Regions from separate parts of the Mus musculus genome. Here all the other regions are linked to region 1. The links are chromatin contacts, called in public Micro-C and promoter capture Hi-C maps. All regions are on one chromosome and are shown on one strand. The core of a region is the stretch at or near the end of the contact, and the rest is flanking DNA. Distances in the headings are between cores, read along the strand shown.

What was found. Promoter capture Hi-C pulls out the DNA fragments that hold promoters and counts their contacts. A called contact is a pair of places that touch in the nucleus more often than the background predicts.
Region 2: a promoter capture Hi-C map of liver shows a contact between it and region 1, with 2.1 times the contacts expected there. The contact joins the enhancer-like site here to the promoter of Bcl9 in region 1. A contact is called at or near these places in 7 of 39 promoter capture datasets (the 3T3-L1 cell line, 3T3-L1-derived adipocytes, embryonic stem cells and 3 more) and 1 of 115 datasets of contacts at active chromatin or transcription factors (bone marrow-derived macrophages).
Region 3: a Micro-C map of embryonic stem cells shows a contact between it and region 1, with 2.5 times the contacts expected there. The contact joins the enhancer-like site here to the promoter of Bcl9 in region 1. A contact is called at or near these places in 1 of 484 Hi-C or Micro-C datasets (embryonic stem cells) and 1 of 115 datasets of contacts at active chromatin or transcription factors (forebrain).

What each region holds. Positions count from the first base shown.
Region 1 is chr3:97,225,934-97,228,732 of GRCm38.p6, forward strand. It overlaps Bcl9 (B cell CLL/lymphoma 9), which reads right to left and starts at 1,431. Exons shown (of 10, transcript NM_029933.4): 1 at 1,285-1,431.
Region 2 is chr3:96,763,498-96,766,296 of GRCm38.p6, forward strand. The region is part of intron 3 of Rnf115 (ring finger protein 115); the gene reads left to right. Among named protein-coding and RNA genes, the nearest start is that of Rnf115, 37 kb to the left of the region's middle. Within about 2 kb of position 1,449, at least 53 of the 459 cell types and tissues checked have an H3K27ac peak or open chromatin away from gene starts, as enhancers often do. A contact at or near this core is called in bone marrow-derived macrophages and liver, where this site is marked.
Region 3 is chr3:97,535,688-97,538,486 of GRCm38.p6, forward strand. No RefSeq gene overlaps it. Among named protein-coding and RNA genes, the nearest start is that of Gm40102, 9.2 kb to the right of the region's middle. Within about 2 kb of position 1,449, at least 4 of the 459 cell types and tissues checked have an H3K27ac peak or open chromatin away from gene starts, as enhancers often do. A contact at or near this core is called in embryonic stem cells, where this site is marked.

The sequences.
Region 1 (2,799 bases), core at 181-2,680:
AATAGTATAGGCCTTTTCAAGAGAAGAGAGAAGACTTTGTTACTGGTCCCCAGGACCATCAGATTTGCACACAAACACTTCTTCATGATAAACTCCCTGGTGACTAGTGTCCAGTCAAAAACTTTCAAACCAACCAGACTTAAAAGCCTCCAAGTCACAGGTTCTAAACAAGTCTTACCTCCCAACATCTTGACTATTTCACTACCTACTCCTCACCTCCTGTAACTAATTCATCACTGTGTTCCCTACACAAGAGCCCAGGTCTCTGTCGCCAAAATAACCATTTAATTCCACAGTTTATCAAACGCTAACAAATGCACCATCAAATTGACTTTTTACATGGCCGCTGACGTCACTGTCAGGGGGTGACTTGTTCTTGCTTTAACTAAAGTGTAACTCTGTATCCACTGCATCCTGCCTTGGATTATGTCCACAGAGGCATATTTGCATCCATTTCACTACCCTACCTAATGACTTTGACTCCAATCTTGGCCTCAGAATAACTCTTTTAACATTTAAAAAAACGCCCTTCCTTACCTCCAGCAGACTAAGGCTCTTGGGGGACAGATTTCAAGCTTTCTTTCTCATCCTTGGCAGCTTTAACATAACGTTCCCAGCAGTACTACTACAGGCCGTGGTCCTTCCCTCTGGACTAACCACCAACTCTGCGACTTGTTTTCCTTAGGATAACTCCATTTCACCAAGCTCACCCAACACTTACCAGTGACATCTTAATAGTCTTTGCAACTTTCAAAGGCCAGCCAGCCTCTAGGGTTCCAATTTGAAAACCACTGGTGTGTTCTACGACCCTCACAATGACTCAGTGACCTAACTCATTCGTCGCCAACTCACCTGCTGGAACCCTTTACAACTCAAGACATTCCTCTAGGCTTTCACCTCCCCCAACCCTTCAACAAGTCACTGGCCTGCGGAGTCCCCTTTCTCCCCTCTACGCATCTCCCGGGTCTTACAAACTCAACCCGAAATTCCTAATTTCGCGCGCTCTTTCCTCTCCATCGCCCCTCCATCCCAAGACCCCGAGACGGTCATCTCCCCTCAGGTAACCTCTCCAAGCACAGCTTTGGGACACAACCTCTAAAACCCCGAGAGATGCCCCGGTCTCTCCCATAGCTCCCGAGGCTCCCCCGCCTCCCCCAACAGGTTCCTCCAGACTCAACTCGCCAAGCCAGCGCCCCGACCCCCGGAGGCCCCCCGGCCACACGCGCACGCGGACCCGGCCCCCGCCGCGCCGGCCCGCCCCTCCCCCTCCCCGGGGCCACTTACCCCGGGCCGGAGAGGGGGAGGGGCGAGCGCGGGCGGGAGCTGCGGTCCCCGGCTGCTCTCAGCCCCGGGGGGCCGGGGCCCGGACCAGCGGCAGCAGCAGCGCAGCGTCTCCCCCCGGCGGCGGCAGCGGCGGCGGCGGCGCCGTCCCACTCCCGCAGGCACACATAGGCTCCATTGTCCGCCGGTGCCTCCCCCTTTCCGGCTCCCCCTCCCAGGCCCGCCCCTTCCCCCTCCCCTCGACCCTCCCCCAGCCGCACCGTGCCACGAAAGGTACCGCGGGCCCCGCCTCGGACGCGAGCGGAGGCGCGCCCCTCCCCCGGCCCGCCCGGCGGGGAATGGGGCCCTGGCCCCGCCGCCGCCAGGGCCCGCCCCCTCCGGGGGAATGGCACCCGTCCCCCTCCCCGAAGGCGATCGATGGTACCAGCCCGCCGCGGCCTCCGCCCCCTCCCGCGCCTGGCTCAAGAGAAGCCGCCCGCGCCCCGCCCACCCACGGCCCCGCCCCGACGGCACCGCCTTCTGCTTTGCATGACCCCTCCCATCCAACCCCGCCCCGGCTAGTCACCGGGTCCCCCCGCGGTGACGCCCACTCCCCGGTTTAAAGCCACAGAACCCTCTTTTTCAACTAAAAGATCCTCCTGCAGGACCCACGGGGCGGGTGGTGCGGCGGGGAGGTTCTCTTCCTTCCTCACCCTCCTCCCGGCGCTCATTCACCCAGACTCCCCATGGCCTCCAGCAGTACTGGAGCCACCGAAGGGGATTAGAAAAGGCGCGGGAGGGGGAAGGGCAGAGTGGAATTTAGCCATCTTTGACAGAAACTAACTGGGAGCTGCAGAAGGAACCGATCTTCCTTCACTCGCCCGCCGTTCAGGGTCGGGCCTAGTCTTCAGTCTTCATGCCACCTCCTCGCACCTCTCCACTGCGATTCCGCCTTGCTTCCCCCAGCCCACCCATCCGCCCCTAGGTGTCCACTCTACCTTTGCCCGTGAGGGCTTTCTTCCCTCTGGAAAGCTGGTCCCCTCGGCTTGCACTCTTCTCCCTCTTCCCAGAACAGACTCTCTGGGGTCCTGCTGGCGCTGTGGCTAGAGCAAGGTCTCCTTCACCTCGGGCCCTGCCCCGCCCCGCCCTGCCTGGCCAGCACTACCTATGGTTTCCAGAGAGCACCTTCTGCCCCGGCCTCCAGGTCTTCTCCCAACCACAGTATCACTCACTTAATTTTATTTTTTGGAAGAGCTTTGATGTTGAGAATTCGAGGGCGACGCGTTCAGCACTACCCCTGTGAAGTTAGATGTTAGCTCATTAGGTAGCACTTTTTCACATCTTGGTTAATGCGCCTTGCTCAGATTCCTGTTATCCTTATTTTGTGGGGCCGTGTTACTGCCTTGACCAGCCATCGTTACTGTCTGCCCTCCCCACAAAACCCTACTAATCTTCGAGTTTGTACTTTGCGGAGTTGATCTTAAGGATTCTCCTGCAACTCTGTGCACTGGTCCAAAGCGTTTCTAACAGTTAAGTGGA
Region 2 (2,799 bases), core at 199-2,698, 460 kb before region 1:
TATGCATGCGCTCAAACACACACATGCATGCATACAAGCAGGCACACATGCATGCATACTGAACCACAGAGAGGTGGATTGGGGAGAGAGGAAGGGGGAGAGAGGGAGTCAGAGTCAAAGACACAGTTTGAGTGAATTGATTATAGCTGCTACCTCAGATTTTCTAAAAGAAAGGTAAAAGAGCTTCCAGGTATGCACAAGAAGACAGGGTACTCTGAGAAGTTTATTTAAGTAAAATTTGTTCTGTCACATAAGATGCATTATAGTTTATAATATAAAATCATGGTGTATAAACAAAGGTGCTAAAGTATTAAGAGTATCTCCGTTTGCTGGGTCGTGGTGGTCCACTCTCTTAACCTCAGCACTAGGGAGGCAGAAGCAAGTGGATCTCAGAGAAAAGACAAACAAAGAAAAAACCCCCAAAGAGTATTTTGTATCTGTATTATTTTCAGATTCCTTCTTGATATACTGTGACATAAGTACTGAAAGATATAACAATATTAAGTAGGCTTTCTTTTCCTTCCTTCCTTCCTTCCTTCCTTCCTTCCTTCCTTCCTTCCTTCCTTCCTTCCTTCCTCTTTTTTAAAAAAACAGGTCTTACTTTGTAGCTCTTGTTGGTGCGCAACTATGTAGATAGACTAGGTTAGCTTTGAACTCACAGACATCTCCCTACTTCTGCCTCTGCCTGGGTGGTTCACAACCACTTTTAACTCTAGCTTTAGAGGGATCTGACTCCTGACCTCTTGCAGATACACTTGTGTGTACATACCCATCCAGATACACACGCATATAGAATTAAAAATAAATCTTCGATAAAAAAGTAAAATTAGCTGGGTGGTAGTGGCACACGTTTTTAATCTCAGCACTCAGGAGGCAGAGGCAGGCAGATCTTTGAATATAAGGCCAGACTAGTCTACAGAGTGAGATCTAGGACAGCCAGGGCTACACAGTGAAACCCTGACTTGGAAAAACAAACAAACAAACAAACAAACAAACAAGTCTGCCATGATGGTAGCCAATCTTAAGATGATTTTGGGAGTGTCCTTTTCTTTTATTACCTTAATATTACAAACAGTTTAATTTTTATGTTCCTTTTATCTTGGCAGGGCTGGTCAAGACTCTCTTGTAGCTCAGGCTGCTTTGGAACTTGCCATGTAAAATGGCTGGCCTTGAATTCAGTGATCTTCCTGCTTCCAAGTATAGTGCTGGGGGTGGGAGGGTATGGGTGTGAGTGGCCATGCCCTGTGTTCCAGGAGCCCAGGGCTTTAGTTTTACTTTCACTTTCACCGTCCCATTGTTCTTTTCTTATTGTAAAATACATTAAAAAAATTCTCTCTCTCTCTCTCTCTCTCTCTCCCTCTCCCTCTCTCTCTCTGTCTCTCTCTCTTTGTGTTTGTGTGTGTGACAGGGTCTAGCTTTATAGTTATGGTTGGCCTAAAACTAAGTATGTGGACCAGGCTGGCCTGAAACTCACAGAGATCTTTCCCCTTCTGCTTTTAAAGTGCTGGGATTAAAGGTGTGCACCACCATGCCTGGCTTTTTAATTTTTTTTTTTTTTTGAATAAGTTATTTTCTGGAGCTAGACCTTTTAAAGCACAAGATTTTTAAATTATACTTTTAGCTTTTTAAAAAAATTTTTTTTAAAGTTTTTATTTATTTATTTATTTTGGTTTTTCGAGACAGAGTTTCTCTGTGTAGCCCTGGCTGTTCTGGAACTCACTTGTAGACCAGGCTGGCCTCGAACTCAGAAATTCGCCTGTCTCTGCCTCCCGAGTGCTGGGATTAAAGGCGTGCTCCACCATTGCCTGGCTACTTTTAGCTTTTTAACTGACTTTATCAACCTTCCTCCTAACCATTGCTAAGTAGAAGTGTTATTTCTGTGACAAATGGGATCTCCTTGCTTCTTTACATTTGCTAATAAAAACTTGATGAAGATGTGGTTTTAGTTTCAAGTATCTAAAACCTGGCTGAAAGTTAGCTCTTTCTTAGTTACTTTTCCTGTTGTGATAAAACACCCTGACAAAACAACCTAAGGGAGAAAAGTCCACTGTGTGGGGAAGTCTGGAGCAGGCATTTGAGGCAACTGGCTATGATACACACATGTACGTGGGTGGTGTCGCTCAGTTTAGTTTCTCTTTTCCCTTCAGTCTAGGACCCCAGCCTATGAGATGGTGCCACCCACCTCTACTCACCTAGTGTATATACTGCCTCATAGGGATGCTCAAAGGCTCATGTCCTAGATAATTCTAGATTCTATCAGGTAAGCAGTCACCGTAACCATCACAGAACAGCTACTCTGACGCTATTTACCTTTCAGTGTCATCTATAGCCATTATAAAGACATAGTAATCACATCACTTACTCCATAAGCTGGGATTTGTGATGTGTAAATGAGAATGACCCCATAGGTTCACATATTTGAAAACTTGGTCTGCAGTTGGTAGAACTGTCTGGAAAAGATTAGGAGATGTGGCCTTTTTGGAGGAGGTTGGTCACTGGCTTTGGGGTGTAAAAAGCTCACACTGTTCCCAGTTAGCTCTCTCTCTGTCTTGTTCTTGTGCATCAGATGTAAGCTGTCAGCTGCTGCTCTAGTGCCATGACTACCTGCTTGTTGCCATGCTCCCTGGCATGATGGGTAAATACTCTAATCCTTTGAAACCATGAACCCCACATTAAATGCTTTCTTTTATAAGTTGCCTTGATCATGATATAAAGCTACAGCTTGGTACTACAAAGTGTTATATTGCTGTAACAGGCCTGGCCATGCTGTTGTTTGGAGAAATGTGAAAGACTTTGTGT
Region 3 (2,799 bases), core at 199-2,698, 310 kb after region 1:
GGAATCAGCTTATATGTGTTTATGTGTGTAAGCCTATATTTTATACTTATATGATACATTCTTACATTGAGACCATGTGATAGAAAGTCATTTGTGTACTACGTTTGTTTTTTAAAGTATTCATTTATGCCTGAGTGTATGCATGTGCATCATGGCATGTCATACCCAAAGGAAGACAGTAGGAGGCATCAGATCCCCTGGAACTGGAGTCACGGGCCTCATGTAAGCAGTGGGAACTGGACCAGGGTCCCAAGGATGGATGGCGAGCTCTCTCAGCTGCCGAGTCACCTCTCTAGCCCTTGTGCTTTTATTACTATTATCAAATGGTTTTCAGAAGGGTTTGCAACATGTCAGATTTCCAGCAAAGGTGTAAGAAAGCAGCTGTCCTCTTGTCTATAGTAGACACTGGCACTCCAGGCTTTGGCAGCACAAGTGGGAATTGCATATTGTGACTTTACCTTGTTTCCTTGGTGACTAGTAGAGCGGAGCGCTAGCTCTGTTTGCTAGAGCTTTGGCTTTACTTTATTTTTCCCCTTAAGATATTGTCTTAATTAGGGTTTCTATTGCTGTGAAGAGACACCGTGACCATGCAACTCTTATAAAGGGAGGCATTTCACTGGGGTTGGCTCATAGTTCAGAGGTTTAGTCCATTATCGTCATGGTAGCACACATCCCTACAATGGTGCTGGAGAGGTAGCTGAGAGTTCTCCATCATATTGGCAAACAGCAGGAAGAATGTGAGATGCTGGGTCTGGTTTGAGCATCTGAGACTTGAAAGCCTACTCCCAGTGACATACTTCCTCCAACAAAGCCACAAGTACTCCAACAAGGCTACGTCTCCCAATAGTGCCACTCTCTATGGGCCTTGGGGGGGGCATTTATATTCAGAGCACCATAGATACTTTCTTATGTGTTCTAGGTTTCTACTTGTTTCCTTTCAAATCAATATTTTAATCATTAACATTTTCACGAAAATCATCCACTTCCCTTTTGCTATAAGCTTGATGCAGTGACGTTGTTGTGAGGTATCCACCAGAGAATACTACTTGGACATGAGTTCGAGCCAACAGAAAGTCTTTATAAGCCAGCCTGTGAGAACACTGTGCTTTTAGGACCATAGTGAAGACCCGAGCCTTTCTCAGGGGTGAGCTTGCAAGCACAAAAACATATCCTGAGTGCCATAGAAGCAACAGGTTTCTCACAGGGTCTTACAGAGACATCCTTGTCTCATAAAGAGTGGGTCCAACCTCCTCGATCCTGAAGAATAACCTGGGCTAAGGAGTATAACTGGACTTACAGATAGGGAGAAGACTTTTCTAGATGGCCCAGGTCTATGTCTACTTGGGCACTGATTTACTTAGTTTTATCCCTTGTTCACTAGGGGTAAAGTTCCAGCTATAGTGGAGCCTGTGATGCCTGTCCCTACCATAATTAGGGGGGAAGTTCCAGCTACCGCAGAGCTGGTGGTGCCTGTCGCCACCAACAGTGGAATGACAATGGAGACAGCTTACTGCACACTTGGAAGCCCAGAATCTAGATTTAAGTGAGCCACACCCTTCTTTGACATTCTAGATGAACACTTGAGGGATAACAGGCACAAGGACTTAAAGGAGTGGGTTCTCCAGTGTAAACAATTAAGTAGCAACTAAGTACCTGTAAAAAGGAACCCAGTATAGTGGCCAGATGGCTAATGAGGACATTCTGTTGGCTGGAATCCATGGTAATCTCCTCTGGTGGGTCCCCAAAAGCAACACCATTCTGCTTGTTTTCTGAGTCTGTGGCTGTCTCTGCTTCCCTTTCTTGCACGCCCTCAACTGGCCAGGAAGAACGACGCTGCAACAGGATCCTTCTGCACACGTTTATTGGGAAAGCATTGATTGCATAGGCGAAAGAAGAACCCCGAACAAGGAAAATGATGCTGCTTATATACCCCTCCATGTGACGTGTCAGCTCCTGATTAGCTGCTCACTCATCATCACCCCACTACTATGCCCCGGGATGGGCAGTGACTTGGCACAAATTTTCTCTTGCACCTGCGCACATTACTTGTTTACCAGTTAGGCACAGCGGAGGCTCGTGATGGCAATTGCTCACGGCTCTCCACACTTTGACATTCTAGATGAACACTTGAGGGATAACAGGCACAAGGACTTAAAGGAGTGGGTTCTCCAGTGTAAACAATTAAGTAGCAAGTAAGTAGCTGTGAAAAGGAACCCAGTATAGTGGCCAGATGGCTAATGAGGACATTCTGTTGGCTGGAATCCATGTTAATCTCCTCTGGTGGGTCCCCAAAAGCAACACCATTCTGCTTGTCCTCTGAGTCTGTGGCTGTCTCTGCTTCCCTATGCTTGTTCCCCTTCTCTTTTATTTATCCTTTCTACCTTCATGCTATTTCATGTTTCAACTTTGCCTCAGTCCATTCTCTTCTTTCTAGTTACTTTGATGTTCACTTTAACTCCTTGTGGCGAATACTAAATTATTTTATTTTTAACTTTTTGAGTGATAAAGATATTTAATGTTAAGTTCTGCTTGGAGTATTCATTGTACTTGACATTACAGATTGTAGTGGAGAATGGTTCAGGTTTGATAGAGGTGTGTGTGTGTGTGTGTGTGTGTGTGTGTGTGTGTGTTTATTCAAAGATCATCTTAAATGTGTTTCTTATAACACTTGGCCATGTGTGTCTACAGGTTCAATGGCTACATATTCAACCAACCTCAGACCAGAAAAACTGTCTGCTATGATCAAGTACAGACTTTTTCTGATCCTTATTCCCTAAGCAATACACCATAACAGCTATT